3 separate regions of the Hordeum vulgare genome follow, and all the other regions are linked to region 1. A link is a contact called in public Hi-C data. All regions are on one chromosome and are shown on one strand. The core of a region is the stretch at or near the end of the contact, and the rest is flanking DNA. Distances in the headings are between cores, read along the strand shown. Region 1 holds the start of LOC123404789 (RING-H2 finger protein ATL73-like). Region 2 has its middle 62 kb from the start of LOC123402182. Region 3 holds the start of LOC123402291 (ethylene-responsive transcription factor ERF027-like).

Region 1 (4,822 bases), core at 627-3,126:
GGACGTAATATGATCAGCATCCTTGAAGATTATAATTATTTTTTCTTTCGTTGCAACGCACGAGCCCTTTTGCTAGTCTCTCCCTAATAATAAAGCAAATTCGGTTTCTGGTCGTCCGTCTTGAAAATTACCCCTAAAGTTTGCATAAATTACCCATCATGCCACCGGTAAGTAATAGAAAACGTTTCTCAAACCGAAAAATCTTGAACTGGGCCGGCCCATGTAGAAACCTCCTATATTACGCTCTACACGCTGGGAGAATATCCAGCACACCGTATGGGCCGGCCCATGCACATGCGCCTGCTTTTAGTTCCGTTTATTTATTTATTTTCAGTTCCGTTTTATTTTTTTATTTTAAATACTTTAGAACTTTAAATAATCTTTAAAAATTTAATAAACTCAAAATTATAAATCAAAATATTTAAAAAATTAAAATGTTTGTAACTTCAAGAACTGCTCGGAGTTTTGTAAAAAATGCTCGCATATACAATAAAATGTTTGCAATTTTATAAAAATGTTTGTACAATAAGAATAGTCCATGATCTCAAATACAATTCCATGTATTAAAAACTATTAATGCATTTAACAAAATGCTTTCTAATTCAAAATATCTCCTAAAATTTTAAAAATAGCTAATGCCTGTTTTGATAGTTTCTTTTTTTATTTAAAATTTTCCGTTCCATTTTTGTTTATTTATAATTTAAATAATTTAGAATTACAAAACTTTTGCATATTAAAAAATAGGAATTTGGATTAAAATGCTGACGAATTTTTATTTTGAATTAAAAATAGGATTCAAAAAAAGCGCCAGATTTTTATATTTTTTCTTTGCAAATTCCAAAAAAATGTCCATGAATTTAATAAATATATTACTGATTTATAAAAATGTTTGTTTATTCAAAAAAACTTCATGCATTTTAAAAAATGTTTGTGAATTTAAAATAAAATCCTCCAGCATCAAAAATTATGTTCGTCTTTCTCTTGAATTGGTGGCCAATTCAAAAGAAAATATTTAAACCCGTTCGAAATATAAAAAATATTCACGATTTTTAGTAAATGTTTGTAAATTGTAAAAAATGTTCTCGATGTGAAAATCGTTCCCATATTTGTAAAATTGTTCACGAAAGATCTAATGTATGTAGTTAAACATTAATGGTTGTAAGTCTTTGTGACAATATAATTGTGTGAATTTTGAAGAATTAACTGTTGGATGGATCGGATTATTATTGTATGTTTTCTAAAAAAAATCTTGATATTCAGAATAAAATTTTGAGTTACCAAGATTTTTGACAACCATGATATATATTTTTTGAAAATGTAAAGATTGCTTCAACTTGTGAATAAATTTAAAAGAAAAAACATTTTCTTGCGTTTGTGCACAAAATTTCTAAATCAAGGATGATATGTGAACATAATGTGGTCACCATCATTGGAGATTATGTTTTTTTTCTTCCGTGGCAATGCGCGAGTCATTTTGCTAGTAATAATAAATAGATGATAAAAGACGTTCAGACGACGCAGTTCAAACGGATATTAACGATTTAAGGATCCACTTTGAAGATGTATTTGTAGTGGCACGTGAGAAAGTTGTTGCCACGTAGATAGAACAGATGGAAGAATAGAACACGTCGGGAGTCTTCCGTTTCGTCGAATCTCCGTGTCAGCGGAGCGACTCTCTGCTAACTAAACGTGGACTCTTCTCCACCTGTCTCGGTGGGCCGCGCACGCCCCTATCCAAAGGCAGTCGACCCCACTGACGTAGTAGCAGTGGCCCCGCATCATAGAGACATGACATCTCCAGCCAGTAACCGGCGGTCCAGCGGCGGTCGGCAGCAGCAATGCTAGGCCGCAAGGCCACTGCGCAAGGCAGGCACCCCCACCCTCACAAGTAACAGCAAGATACTCCCCATTCCCGGGAGTCCCTCTCTCTCTCTGCCTCTCTCACCAACTCCCGGATTCCGTTTCCCACCCGCCCGCTCCGCTCTGGGCGCATCATTCCTTGCCAGCGGCCCACGCAAGTCCCAAATCCCAAACCCCGCGCCGATGGACACGCAGCCCGAGCCCAGCCGCGCCGCTCTTATACGCCGCAGCCTGCTCGGGCAGCCGCGATAACGCCGCCCCTCGATCACGCTCGTTCGCCTCCCGCGCCGCCAGCGCGTTCGTACGTGCCGTCCGGCTCCGGTGGCCTTTTCGCGGCGGGATGCTGGGGTCCGGGCTGAATCTGGTGACCACGGTGATCGGCTTCGGGATGAGCGCCACCTTCATCGTCTTCGTCTGCGCACGCCTCATCTGCGGACGCGCCGCGCGGGCCGACGCCGAAGCCGACGCCGCCGCCGCCCGGGCCATGGCGCCGGGCCCCGCGCCCTTCGACTTCGACATCGAGTTCCGCACTGCGGATCTCGGTCGCACGGTGAGCTTACTCTCTGTCGTTTCCGCTGCTGGCAGCATGTTTTATATTAGCGTCCTGTGTAGCCGATTGACGTCGGAGTGGAACCGCATCCAGTGGAGATCGGTGCGCGCATGTGTTGCTGCCCACCAAAATTGCGATCGAAACGCGCAAAAGTTTTGTGGTGTGTTGATTCATTAGAACAAGAAGAAAATAATCTGGCTTCCCGCAGCCTCCCGTTGGCCACATTGCTTTTCAAGTTGTAGACAAGTTCAACTGTGCAGAGTATTATATGATCCAGTATGCGACATAGTCGACTGATCAGTGAAAGTGCTCAAGTACCTCCAATGAATATACGATGAATGGTTCCTTCATTTAATTTCGTCTAACTGAATAAAAAATTAATTTAATTCATGTAACTGAAGTTGTTAGGTGTGCATTCTGCTTTATACTTCATGCACAGATATATTGCTTGCTCACAACATCAGGGTTGCATGTGCATACTACATATCTTTGTGTGATTAACATTAGGTTTTTTTTTAAGAAAATATAAACTGATCTTGCATTTTCTTTTTAAAATATTACTGTACAAAGCAGATAAAACTAGGCCCAATGCACCTCAAAGACCAAACATGCAACAACTAGTCTCAAAGAAAAGAAAAGGAAGGAAATGGCATTGCTAAACTGGGTTGCGGATGTTATTTGGGGGACCGATTGCCCCATTAATAACCGTGCTAATAGTCCCATTAATTAATGAACTTAGTATGAGAGGTCTGCTTCTATCTGTCAGGCTACATCTCTTCGAGCTACATTGCTACCCGGCATTTGTTATTCTTCATTACCTTTAATTCTCACATTGTTTATGTTTCCTTGTTCTCTACCAACTCTGTACACGAAGTTTCAAGCTCACTAACTTGACTAAGCACATTAACTACGTTTTTTTAAGAAAATACTACCTCCGTCCCAAAATAAGTTATTCAAATATGACTCAACTTTGCACTAACTTTAGTACAAAGTTGAGTCACTTTTGAGTCACTTATTTTGAGACGGAGGGAGTACATTTGAAGTGTAATATTGTTTTATTTTTCAAAATTTATGCGGTCTTTCTTTATCTGTCCGATAGTGTTACAAAATTATTATTGTTACTTATACAATAGAAGCATTTACTCCCTTCTATTACCCCCGGGTATTTGCACTATATGATACATATGGCCGAAATTATTACATCCTTTATTACTCAGTGATCAAACTAAGATCTTGCCAAAAAGGGGGAAAGATCTAAACCAAGAACTACAAATTATTTATTACCATTTCCAAACGTATGCTTGTTGGATTTTCAGAGTCACATTATATGGTTAGCAGGATCATGAACAATTTGGTCATTTGCACTGTTAATCTGAACTATGGACAGTATTACCCCCTCATATTGAAATGTCTTGAATCTTTTGCTTTTATGACTGATTGGTTTCAAGACATCACTGTCTTAGGTACATTAGGTGTACGTCTACATAGGTTGGTCGACAGGTGATTAAACTTCTCTACTGTGAATGTGTTGTATATAAAGTGTATTCTGAATTGCTTGAGAGAAGTTAGAATCGGATTCTTGCCAGCACGTTCTCCTTTGGCATATCAACCTTTACAGTCATGCACTCAGGCTAACTTTTCTGTTGAAATGACAGTACACAAATGCAATTATTTGCCTTTCAAGAACCTATGCATGCACAACGTTTTTTATATGTCTACCATGAAAACTCAAAGCATTGTATCAATATTTTCTATGTTGCTCTAATTTCATCTCAGTACAAGTTACGGTGGGTTTAATTTTGCATTGCCAAAGTTCCTCGAAATGGTATGCATGGAGCACATTACGCCCCTTCCTACATTTTTGTCCATGGTTTGATGCCTGATAATTAGAAAACTGACAATAACCTAGTCCTGCACACTTATATATGACTGAGGAATTTATTCTAGTTGATTAATCACTTGTGCAATCAGTCGAGCATACCATTCATTGGCAGACTGAAACCGTGTAAGTTCCCATCATGCAGGAACTCTTAGAGAGTAAGATGATCCTCATGTTTCTTAGTGGGCTTTCAGTTAAATATTCTATACTTATCATGGAAATTTTGTGTGTGCTTTGTGATTATATGAGTGAGCATACTCACAGTTACCTGATAGCTTTGAACTTGACACAATTCATTTTCCTTCCTTCAACAGATTGAGAACACCTGCAGTGGATTGGAACCTTTTGTTGTTGCTGCAATTCCTACAATGACGTATAGCTCTGAGGCGTTCCGTTCGAAAGATGATGCCCAGTAAGTACACAATATGTTCTAGAGTTAACTTGTTGCAATTTTTTCTGCTCCTGTTTATCTGCCCCCCTCAAAGCATGTAGTGTCGGTTAGTGTGCAGAAAAACACAATGTGTAATAGATGC
Region 2 (4,822 bases), core at 1,303-3,802, 970 kb after region 1:
CTTCCTGCTGCAAAATGCAGCCGGTAGGAACTCTCGTCATTTACCAATAATGGTGGCTACCCATCCACTCGTCCAACTAGGCGCAGCTTAAAGATTGCAGCACTAAATGGTTAACATTGACAATAGTCGCGATATTTATTGGAGACCTACTTAAGAAAAACTTGATTTGTCTTGAGGAAAAAAATATGAACAAAATTCGAAAGCTCGTAAATTGTAAAAAAAACACGAATTTAGAAACTAGATTTAAAAAAATCCTTGATTTTGGAAAACATTTAATGAATTTCTCAAGAAATAATTGATTTTCATAAAAGTTCAATGATTTAAAAAGAGGTTCACCATTTTGAAAATAGTTCATACATTTGAAAAAGTAAATCATTGATTTTTAAAAAGTTCATCAGTTTGGAAAAAGGTTCACGCATTTTTAAAAACTTCATTGTTTTTGCAAAGAAAACTAGTTTGAAAAGAGTTCAGGGATTTTGACAAAATGTTTATTGAATATGAAGCAGTAGTTAACCGATTTGAAAAACATTCATTTAATTTGGAATTTTTCATCAATTTTTTCAAAAATTACAATTTTCAGAAAAATTAACTGATTTTGTATAATACTTAATGTATTTGGAAAAATGTTTGTGGAAATGAATAAACTTCGAGAATTTTCGAAAACAGAGGTTCATCATTCCCAAAAAAGTTCATAAGTTTGTAAATAAGCCACAAATTAATATGAAAATTAAAAAAGAAAATCTGGCAAAAAACATCTGAAAAAACCCAGGAACCAAGGAAGGAATAAAAGGAGAAAAAGAATCAAATGCTCACAGCGAGTGCGATAGCCTAGTGGTTAGTTCTCGCTTGCTTATGTTTTCGACTACTCCTTTATGATGCATATGCGCACATTCCCAAACGGGCGTCTGCAGGGCGCCCCCACTGGTACGAGATGGGCCAGCCCGTTTATCATGCGATTATTTTTTATAATGTTCAAAAAAACGTGCATAGTAAATTTTCAAACTCACGACCACTTTTGTCAGCGCTAAAGACAACTACCACTACGCCACCGAACAGTGGATGTTTCAATCCTGTTTTTTTCTGACAAATTCCCAGTCCCAACCCGGTTTTTCCCGCTTCATTCTCCTTTTTCTCTTTTCTCTTTTTTATTTTTCCATTTTTTTACCTTGTTCAATGTTTTTCTTCTTTTTGTTTGATCTGGTTCAACGATTTGAAAAGAGTTCATCAAATTTGTTCTTTCATTTCTTTTCAAATGATAAGCTATTTTCCATTTTTGAACTTTTTTTCAAATTTGATGATTTTTTAGCTGATTTAAATTATGTTAGGGGGATTCGATGAAATTTTTTCCAAATCGGTGAACTTTTTTATAAATTTAATGAACTTTTTTCCAATTCTATGAAGTTTGTTCCAAAATTCCATAACTTTTTCCAAATTCGATGAACTCTTTTCAAATTCGATGAACTTTCTTCCAAAATTGGTAAACTTTTTTGTAAATTTTATAAACTCTTTTTCGAAAATGAGTGAACTTTTTCAAAATTTCATGATTTTTTTCAAAATCAGGTTTTTTTTCAAAATCGATAAACTTTTTCAGTTTTAATGAAATCTTTTCAAAATTTATGACTCCTTCAAAAACAGATATTTGTTTTTAAAATTATAATGAATTGTTTTGAAATTTGATGATTTTTTCAAAATGGGTGAACTCTTTTTTACATTCAGTGTTTTATTTCAATTCGATGATTATTTTTTCAATTTCAATGAACTTTTTTAAAACTTGATTAACTTTTTCTTGAAATTTTTTGAAATTTTTAACTTTTTTGTTAACTTATTTTCGTAAATTCATGTACTTTTTTCAAATGCGATGAACTTTTTTCTATTCGATGAGCATCTTAGTTTCAAATTGAAAGGATATTTTCAAATCCTATAATCTATTTTAAATTTATCAGCTTTTCCCATATTTGTGAAATAAATATTCAAAATCGCTCATTTATTTTAGAATTTTAGTAAAGCTATGAACTTTTTTTCAAGAAATATTTAAAGTTGAAATAAACGGAGGTCGGTCTTTTTCCTAAACGAGCAGCGCAGCACAGCCAGAGAAATAAACCGGCGAGGGGAGTAAGTTTCTTTTCAGGGATCGAGCGAACCGACGAGGAGCTATGTTTTTAATGGGCCATGGCCCACTGCCGGTACCTATAGGCGCTCTTCTTCAAACAGGCGCCTGCAGCGCTAAATAGCAGGTCCCAATTTTTTTGAGTATTCACACGAATAAAATCATATACAGGCTGGCCCAAGTAACAGCGCCTTCAGCGTCAGTTAACAAACTGCACGTTAACATAGACTAAAGGCGTTGAATAGAAAATGCCAAATTTTGTCCCAAAATAAGAATAGAAAATGCCAAATAACGAACTATACATTACTATAAATACTAGGGTTATAGGAATTCCCTATTCGATGCGTCTTGCACCCAATTGGTGCAACTTTGCAGAGACAACCGGGAGGTCCTATTTGCCGCTCTCTACGGCACATTGCTGGCCGCATGCACACGCGGATATCCTACTGGGCCGGCCCAAGTTAACGACTAGCAGCGAATCTGGAGACCACAAAAAAAGTTAGTGACCAGCAGTTCAAAAAACCGAAACATTTTAGTAAAAATACCAGAGCATTTTTAAAAATACCAGAACATTTTTTCAAATTTCATAACATATTTTTTAATTTTGAAACAGTTTTTAAATTCCTGAACATTTTTTTAATACTAGAACAGTTTTCATATTTCAGAACATATTTGAAATTCCGAAACATTTTTTCAAATTCCGGAAAATTTTGCAAATTTTGAATTTTTCTAAAAAAATCCAAAACAATTTAGTAAAATATCAAAACATTTTTTAAATTCCGGAACATTTTTCAAAATTTCGCAACATTTTTTAAAATTCCGGAACATTTTTTCAAATCCGGAATATTTTTTCGAATAATGAAACATTTTTTCAAATTCCTGAACGTTTTTTATATTCTATAACATTTATTAAGATTCAGGAACATTTTCAAATTTCGAAACATTTTTTCAAATTCAAAAACAAATTTTGAAAATCCAGAACATTTTTAAAATAGAAACAAAAAATAAAAAAATCAAACAAACAAAAAACCGGTTCAGGGAATCTTCTAGGAAGATCCAAAAACCAGAAAAAACCGGCTGGAAACCTCTAGAAGATTCCCGAAACCGGAGGTATTGGCATATAAATGTGCCGGCCCATTCCCAAACGGTAATTGGGTGCACCTGCGCGAATCTCCGATAGGGTGGCGCAGAGAAGAGCATAAAATAGGGATTTCCGAGGCAACCAACGTGAAGAGCTCGGTGAGCCGGGTCCATTTAGCTGTTAGCGCACCTACTGCAGGTGGGTGGTTTTTCCCCGATTTTGGCAACCTTCTATAAGGTTTCTGAAAACAAGTTTTCTTTTTTCTAATGTTTTTTGTGGCAGGTTATCTTTCAGGTTTATTCTTTTTAATTTATCCTTCCTATTTCTTTTCTTTTATTTTCTTTTCATGTTTTAAACTTTTCTATTTCTTTTTAAAAGTTACCAAGTTTGAAAAGGTTTAGAATTGAAAAAATGCAAATTTCAAAATATGTTTATGGTATTCAAAAAAATGTTCTGTTTACATTTTTTCACAAATTTGAAAAAAAAATTCATGTTTTTTAGAAAATCTTCCCAGATTTACAAAAATGTTTAGGTTCCAGAAATTTTTGTCAGGTTCAAAAAGAAATTTTAAATGATTTGTTTTGTGTTTGATAACAATGTTTGTTTATTTCAAAACATGTTCACGTTTTTCAGCACAATGTTCGCCTTTCTGAAAAATATTCGCGCTGCCAAAACAATGTCTCCTACTTTGCAAAATGTTCGAAAACTCGAAAAAATATACTTAATGTTGAAAATGATCACGTTCCAAGAAAGTAATTGTGTTTTCACAAAAACGTTCGTATATTTCAAAAACAATTCATGTTTTTCAACATAATGTTCGTAATTTAAAAAAAATCGTCTTTGTGAAAAATGTTCGCGCTTTTGAAAAAATGTGTCCTATTTTGAAAAATATTGAAAAGTTCACAAAATATTCGCACAAATCAAAAAATGACCAACGTTTTACAGCATAATGTTCTTAATTTGAAAAAATGTTCGTCTTTCTGAAAAATGTTCGCACTCTCAAAACAAAGCTTCCTATTTTGAAAAAAATACAAAAATAGGAAAAATCACTGTATTGTTAATAATGATCACTTTCCAACAAAATGTTTGTGTTTCTGAAAAATGTTAGCATAGTTCGTAAAATGTTCACGTTTTTCAACATAATGTTCGTAATTGGAGAAACTGTTCGTCTTTCTGAAAAATGTTAGCGCTTTCAAAACATTTTTTTCAATTTTGAAAAATATACAAAATTTTCAAACAATGTTCAACATTTAAAAATAAGGTTAGCACATTTGAAAAATGATCATATTTTAGGAAAAATATTCAGTCTCTGAAAAAGATTCTCATTTTTTTTAAAGTGTTTTATCCTTTCAAATGAAGTGGAATTTTGGAAAATGTTCATTTTTTAGAAAATGTAATAGCTACAGTATATCTGCGGTATCATTTTCCTTATGGATGGACATCCGAGTAGATAGTTCTCAAAACACCGCCCTACCTGTAATACGTAAAATTTTATGTTGACTAGAGAGCGGGGTGAATGATTTTAATAGGATGACCCATTAGCGCCTTTCGTTGATCTTGGTTTTAGGAACTTTTTAGATGTTTCATCATTTGTTTTGGAAAATTTCGGAAGTTTCTTGAACCGTTTTTTTATA
Region 3 (4,822 bases), core at 1,053-3,552, 850 kb after region 1:
ACTTCCCCAGTTTGTATATATATAAACTAGTAGAGCCAAAGGACACCACTAAAGAAAAGGAAAATTGGATCCATATGCACGTCCGCATCGACATTAGTTTATCCACCGCCAAATATTTTTATGTCTACAGTTACAAAAGTTACAATGCATTAGTCTCGCGGTGATGTGCGATCCACCCGGCACTTTTTATAGAAGAAAAAAAGGAAGAAAAAGGTACGTGGTGCCTGCTTGCTCTCATAGTAAAACGAGCAATAAGCCAAGCGAATCAACAAGCGGACTTTATGTGCGAAAATGACCGTACGTAGCTAGCAAGAACATAATATCGAATCTGACGTAACTGGCGAGTACTATCTAGGTAGCAGCTATAATATCGCAGGCCAGCGCCTAGTGATGCCACTGTTATGGCACAGACATATATACCAGATAGAGGACGATGCCCCGCAACGGCCGGGGTCCATGTATCCACTCCGGATTAATTAGGTTTAGTAACTGGTATAGTAGTAGTGGAGTACGTACGTACCAATAACCAGCTCACCGGCTTCAGCAAATGTAATATACTAGGGATCGTGGTAGCTCCACAGGCTCTCCCCGGCCCCCGGCGGTTCTGGCCACTCGTCGGAGGCGGTGGGGCTCAGCCTTGGCGGGCTCATCATCATGCCCGCCGCCATGTTGCGCAGCATCTGCGGCATCTCGAAGATGGCCTCCTCGTCCATGAAATCCTCATTGCCCATCTGATGATGGTACGGCGTGCGGCCATCGGCGGCGCCTTCCCTTGCCATCATGCCTTGATGTCTCTGTTCCTCCGCTGTCGCGGCAATCGAAGCAGTGCCATCAGGCGCCTCCTCGCCGTGCGGTCTGTAAAGCTGGGCAGCTGCCGCGGCTGCAGCTGCGGCCGCGCGTATGTCCTCAGGAGAGGTAGACGCGGGGACCGGGCGCGAGGAGGCGGCGCCGGGGAAGTTGAGCACGGCGTCGGAGCCGCGCAGCGCGCGGGCGGCCACGTCATAGGCCGCGGCAGCCATCTCTGCAGTCGGATAAGTTCCGAGCCATATGCGGCGCGCCTTGCGCGGCTCGCGGATCTCCGAGACCCACTTGCCGTTTCTGCACCGGATGCCGCGGTAGAAGGGGTGCTTCCCGGTGGACCGCGGCGACGGCTCCCCGGAGCTCGTCGCCGCCAACGCCGTTGTTGTCCCCACCGTGTCGCCTAGGTGAGCAGGCGAGGAATTGGGCGAGGTAGGATTGCGCGGGGAAAGTTCGGTCGCCGGGCCAGCAGCAGCAGCTTGCACTTGCACCTGAAGAGGATCAGCAGCAGCAGACGAGGAGCTGGTTGCACAAGGCTTCTCAGCCATGTACTACCATTAGGGCACGCCCCTCTCTATATACCTACACGCATGCCAGAGCTGCAGTGCGCCTATCCTATGGAACTAGCTAATCTATGGTGCACGCAGCGCAGGTGTATGCGGGGCGGCGGGTAAGCGGTTAAGTACCCGTCGTCTCGATGTGTGTGCTGTGGGCAGAGACTGAGAGTAGTGGATTGGAAGTCTGGAAGAGGAGAGCTAGGTAGGTGTAGGTGTCAAGAAACGCACGAGGAGAACTGGAAGCGTGAGATCCGGCATGAGGCCAGGAGGGCGGGAGGTATATATGCGCTAGTAAAGAAGCGGGGGAGAAGCGTGAGGTCCGCCATGGTGAAAAGCTGATCTCTCTCTCCATGGGAGAAGAGAGGAGCGGCGCCGCGCGCATGCAGGCAGCTAGCCAGACCGCGTTGTTTGAGCGGGAGAGTGTGTGTATGGCTTGCGATGAGCTGTCGCCTGAGGAGCAAACAACAAGACTCCACCTAACTAATTAAGCATGCTAATATCAGTAGTGGTATTAGTTGCAGCGGCTGATCGAGTTCACCTCCTTCGTTTTACCTTCGCGGGGCCGAAACAGAGGGAGACGATGGCGACGTCGCTGTCCTAATTGATGGCCCGGCTTTTGTGGGGGTTAATTGAGAAATTAAGATCGGGCCGCTCAGTGTGATTGCTGATAATTTCTTTTGGGGCTAGCGAAAGATACGGCAGCTCCGTGTGACCGTGACTGACAGGTGGTGGCCTCCCGGTGCCTGCCAGGTGGGGGCTTTTGATTTGCTCGCTTTTCTTGTCAACCTTTTGGGCCATTTGGCCGCTTCTCACAAACTAGTCGTGGCCGCAGCTAAGCTACGTACTCCTGCTACGTTTCGGCATATATCGGCGCCCGGCTTATTTCAGACCGGGCTCCTTTGACAAAGCAAGTATCCTGCCGATTGTGTTTGTGTTAGACGGGACAACACATGCATGCACCTGGGGTTGGTGCCGTGCCCATATAGTTTTCTTTTTCGGGTACAAATTGAGCTATATATTCTGTAAAGTGATAAATTAAATCTATGCACATCCAACTTTAGTTGTGTCCTACAAGGAAAAAAAGAACCTTACTTGTGCGCCTTTTTCCATTGAATAAACAGTTCGATCGGGTACTTCTACGTTTTCCCAAACTAGAAGTCACTAAAATACTCTGTTCGCAACCGAAAGCAAGCATGTATGTCAAGAAGGAACTATTTATCACCCAGATGAAGAATAGCTTATTTTTCACTTGAGGTAATTTTGTGACTGTTTCATATAAAAAATACATTTGGTATATAATTGTTACATTCATATTAATCCGCTACACAAAATTGCGCATAAAAAGTAAGATATGAGTAATAAAACCATAAAATTAACATTTATATGTATAGTTTCTATTGTGTTTTTATATTCATAATTTTATGTCACGTAAAAGTATGTAGGAAAATATATCTTACCACCCGAGGATAGTTACCCTCATGTCTCATATACAACCGCATGGTCGTATATATAATAGATTATTATTTTAATTGTGTTCATACTATATTAAGACATTTAAAAGCAAACTATACAAAAAAATTGCATGTAAATCCATATTTTTTTGTATATTTAAAATATCTTCATGTTTGTATGTACAAAAAATATACTAGAAAAATAGTACATACTACCAAAAAAGGATGTATACTACTCTAATATTCTTATATACTACATACTACATGTACATACTCTCGATTTTGACAGATACTACGTATAACATACAAAACTCACATGAAGGTAACTACTACTGTATGGTAGTAAACATTTGGGATCACAATATTATTACTAGACCATGAACGGGGCACACTGTCGCACCCGTCCATTTTTTGAAAAGAACGGTTTGAATTTTCATATCATATAAGAAAGACTGAAGCATGGAAGTTAAATTTGATAAAAATCAATCCATACAATGTCGTTAATTGAAGTGAAGGAATTCCAATCGTTTTACAGAACAAAATGGGTGAAATGTGCAACACATATAGTTAGGTTGAGGAATGGATAATTTTATTGGAGGGAGCTAAAGCCATATGTAAGGGTAACATCAGCAGGTTATGTTACCACCTTCTTGTTCCTCCTCTTTTTACTATTTTCTGAATAATTTTGCACAAAACAGGCACAAAAGTAGAAAGTTTAAATCAGATCCACTTTTGTTAACTTTGGCAGCTTCACAAATATACACAATAAGAGTGAAGTAAGTATTGAACATAATATTACTTACATGATGGTACTAACCCACGTAACATTTAACTACACTGGGCCAATGAAAAATTAAATTGAGCGTAAGTTTCCTTCAACATAAGAATAATATATCAATAGTCGTGACCCACCCAACGCATTAACAGAGCTTCAAAACTTCAAAATTAGGAGATGATCTCACAACTGCTGCCCATTTGTCTCGGTTGTGTTAATCCTCCTATTCCCATCCTCAATAAACCATATGCATCAAAGGTTAGCGGTATGTGCCATGCACAGGAGCTCACGTGGAACACTTCCTTGAGCAAAATTATATATTCAAGTATATGCACTTAATTGCATAAAAAATGTTCATCCAAATATGATGCTATTGATATGACACATGACGCTTCCTGGGGCAATAAGTCTGTTAATTACCACTGAACTACTGAAGATACAAGGAGCAGTTGACTCCCTTTTCTAGACACAAGCCAATCGACTTCTTTGTCTTCTATTTACATAAGATTCACTTTTCTATATGGACCACCTTACATGCATGCTTGCGTGCTTAGTGTATCTCAAGCACCACAACTCATAATAGGTTCCACCGGTAGCGATGATTGAACCCGCGATCGAAAGTGGTTGACCCATCTCCTCTTTCTCTCGTGTAGGAATGGTGTCGTCGTCGAGGCTGGCAGTAAGAAAGAAGGACCGGTCACCGAGGGGTGGTTGCTAGTACCGCCATTTCACCATTCAGAAGGAAGATGAGGCTTGTATTGTCACGCAGAGGAAGACAAGGACATAATACGCTCCCTCGCATATCCTTCACCACCAATGATGTTGCGTGAGCACATGTAGGTAATGCAGTTGGAAGGGGCATCTTGGTCATGGGCGGAGTGGCCGTTGTGGGAGTCCGGGATTAAGGGGTCCTTCCGCCGCTTATCTATTCTCATGGGACGGACTCTCGGGCTTGTTTGACCCTCAGTAGAAGCATCAGACTCAAGATGGACTCTTCTGAAGACTTGGCGTGCAATCCAAGGCGATGTAGTAATCTTCATATTCCTTCTCTATTGTAACCGACCTTGTATAAATCCTAGCACCCCGAACATCCATATAAGCCAGGGGCATAGCTCATAGCACACATTAAGCTCATTACAATTAGGGTTTAGACCACAACATCTGATATTGTAGTAGATCAACTTTGTACTTTGTACTATTCCATCAATAACAACAAGAGGAGGATGTAGGGTTTTACCTCC

Evidence for each region. Hi-C and Micro-C count contacts between places; a contact is called where the count stands out from the background.
Region 2: a Hi-C map of leaf shows a contact between it and region 1, with 3 times the contacts expected there. The contact joins the enhancer-like site here to the promoter of LOC123404789 in region 1. A contact is called at or near these places in 4 of 6 Hi-C or Micro-C datasets (leaf and seedling).
Region 3: a Hi-C map of leaf shows a contact between it and region 1, with 6 times the contacts expected there. The contact joins the promoter of LOC123402291 here to the promoter of LOC123404789 in region 1. A contact is called at or near these places in 3 of 6 Hi-C or Micro-C datasets (leaf and seedling).

Annotation. Positions count from the first base shown.
Region 1 is chr6H:437,830,762-437,835,583 of MorexV3_pseudomolecules_assembly, forward strand. LOC123404789 (RING-H2 finger protein ATL73-like) reads left to right here and starts at 1,877. Exons shown (of 3, transcript XM_045098733.1): 1 at 1,877-2,410; 2 at 4,604-4,701. The coding sequence starts at 2,201.
Region 2 is chr6H:438,804,144-438,808,965 of MorexV3_pseudomolecules_assembly, forward strand. No RefSeq gene overlaps it. Among protein-coding and RNA genes, the nearest start is that of LOC123402182, 62 kb to the right of the region's middle. Within about 2 kb of position 2,553, at least 3 of the 3 cell types and tissues checked have open chromatin away from gene starts, as enhancers often do. A contact at or near this core is called in leaf and seedling, where this site is marked.
Region 3 is chr6H:438,683,952-438,688,773 of MorexV3_pseudomolecules_assembly, forward strand. It overlaps LOC123402291 (ethylene-responsive transcription factor ERF027-like), which reads right to left and starts at 2,303. Exons shown (of 1, transcript XM_045096192.1): 1 at 98-2,303. The coding sequence starts at 1,346. The coding sequence ends at 558.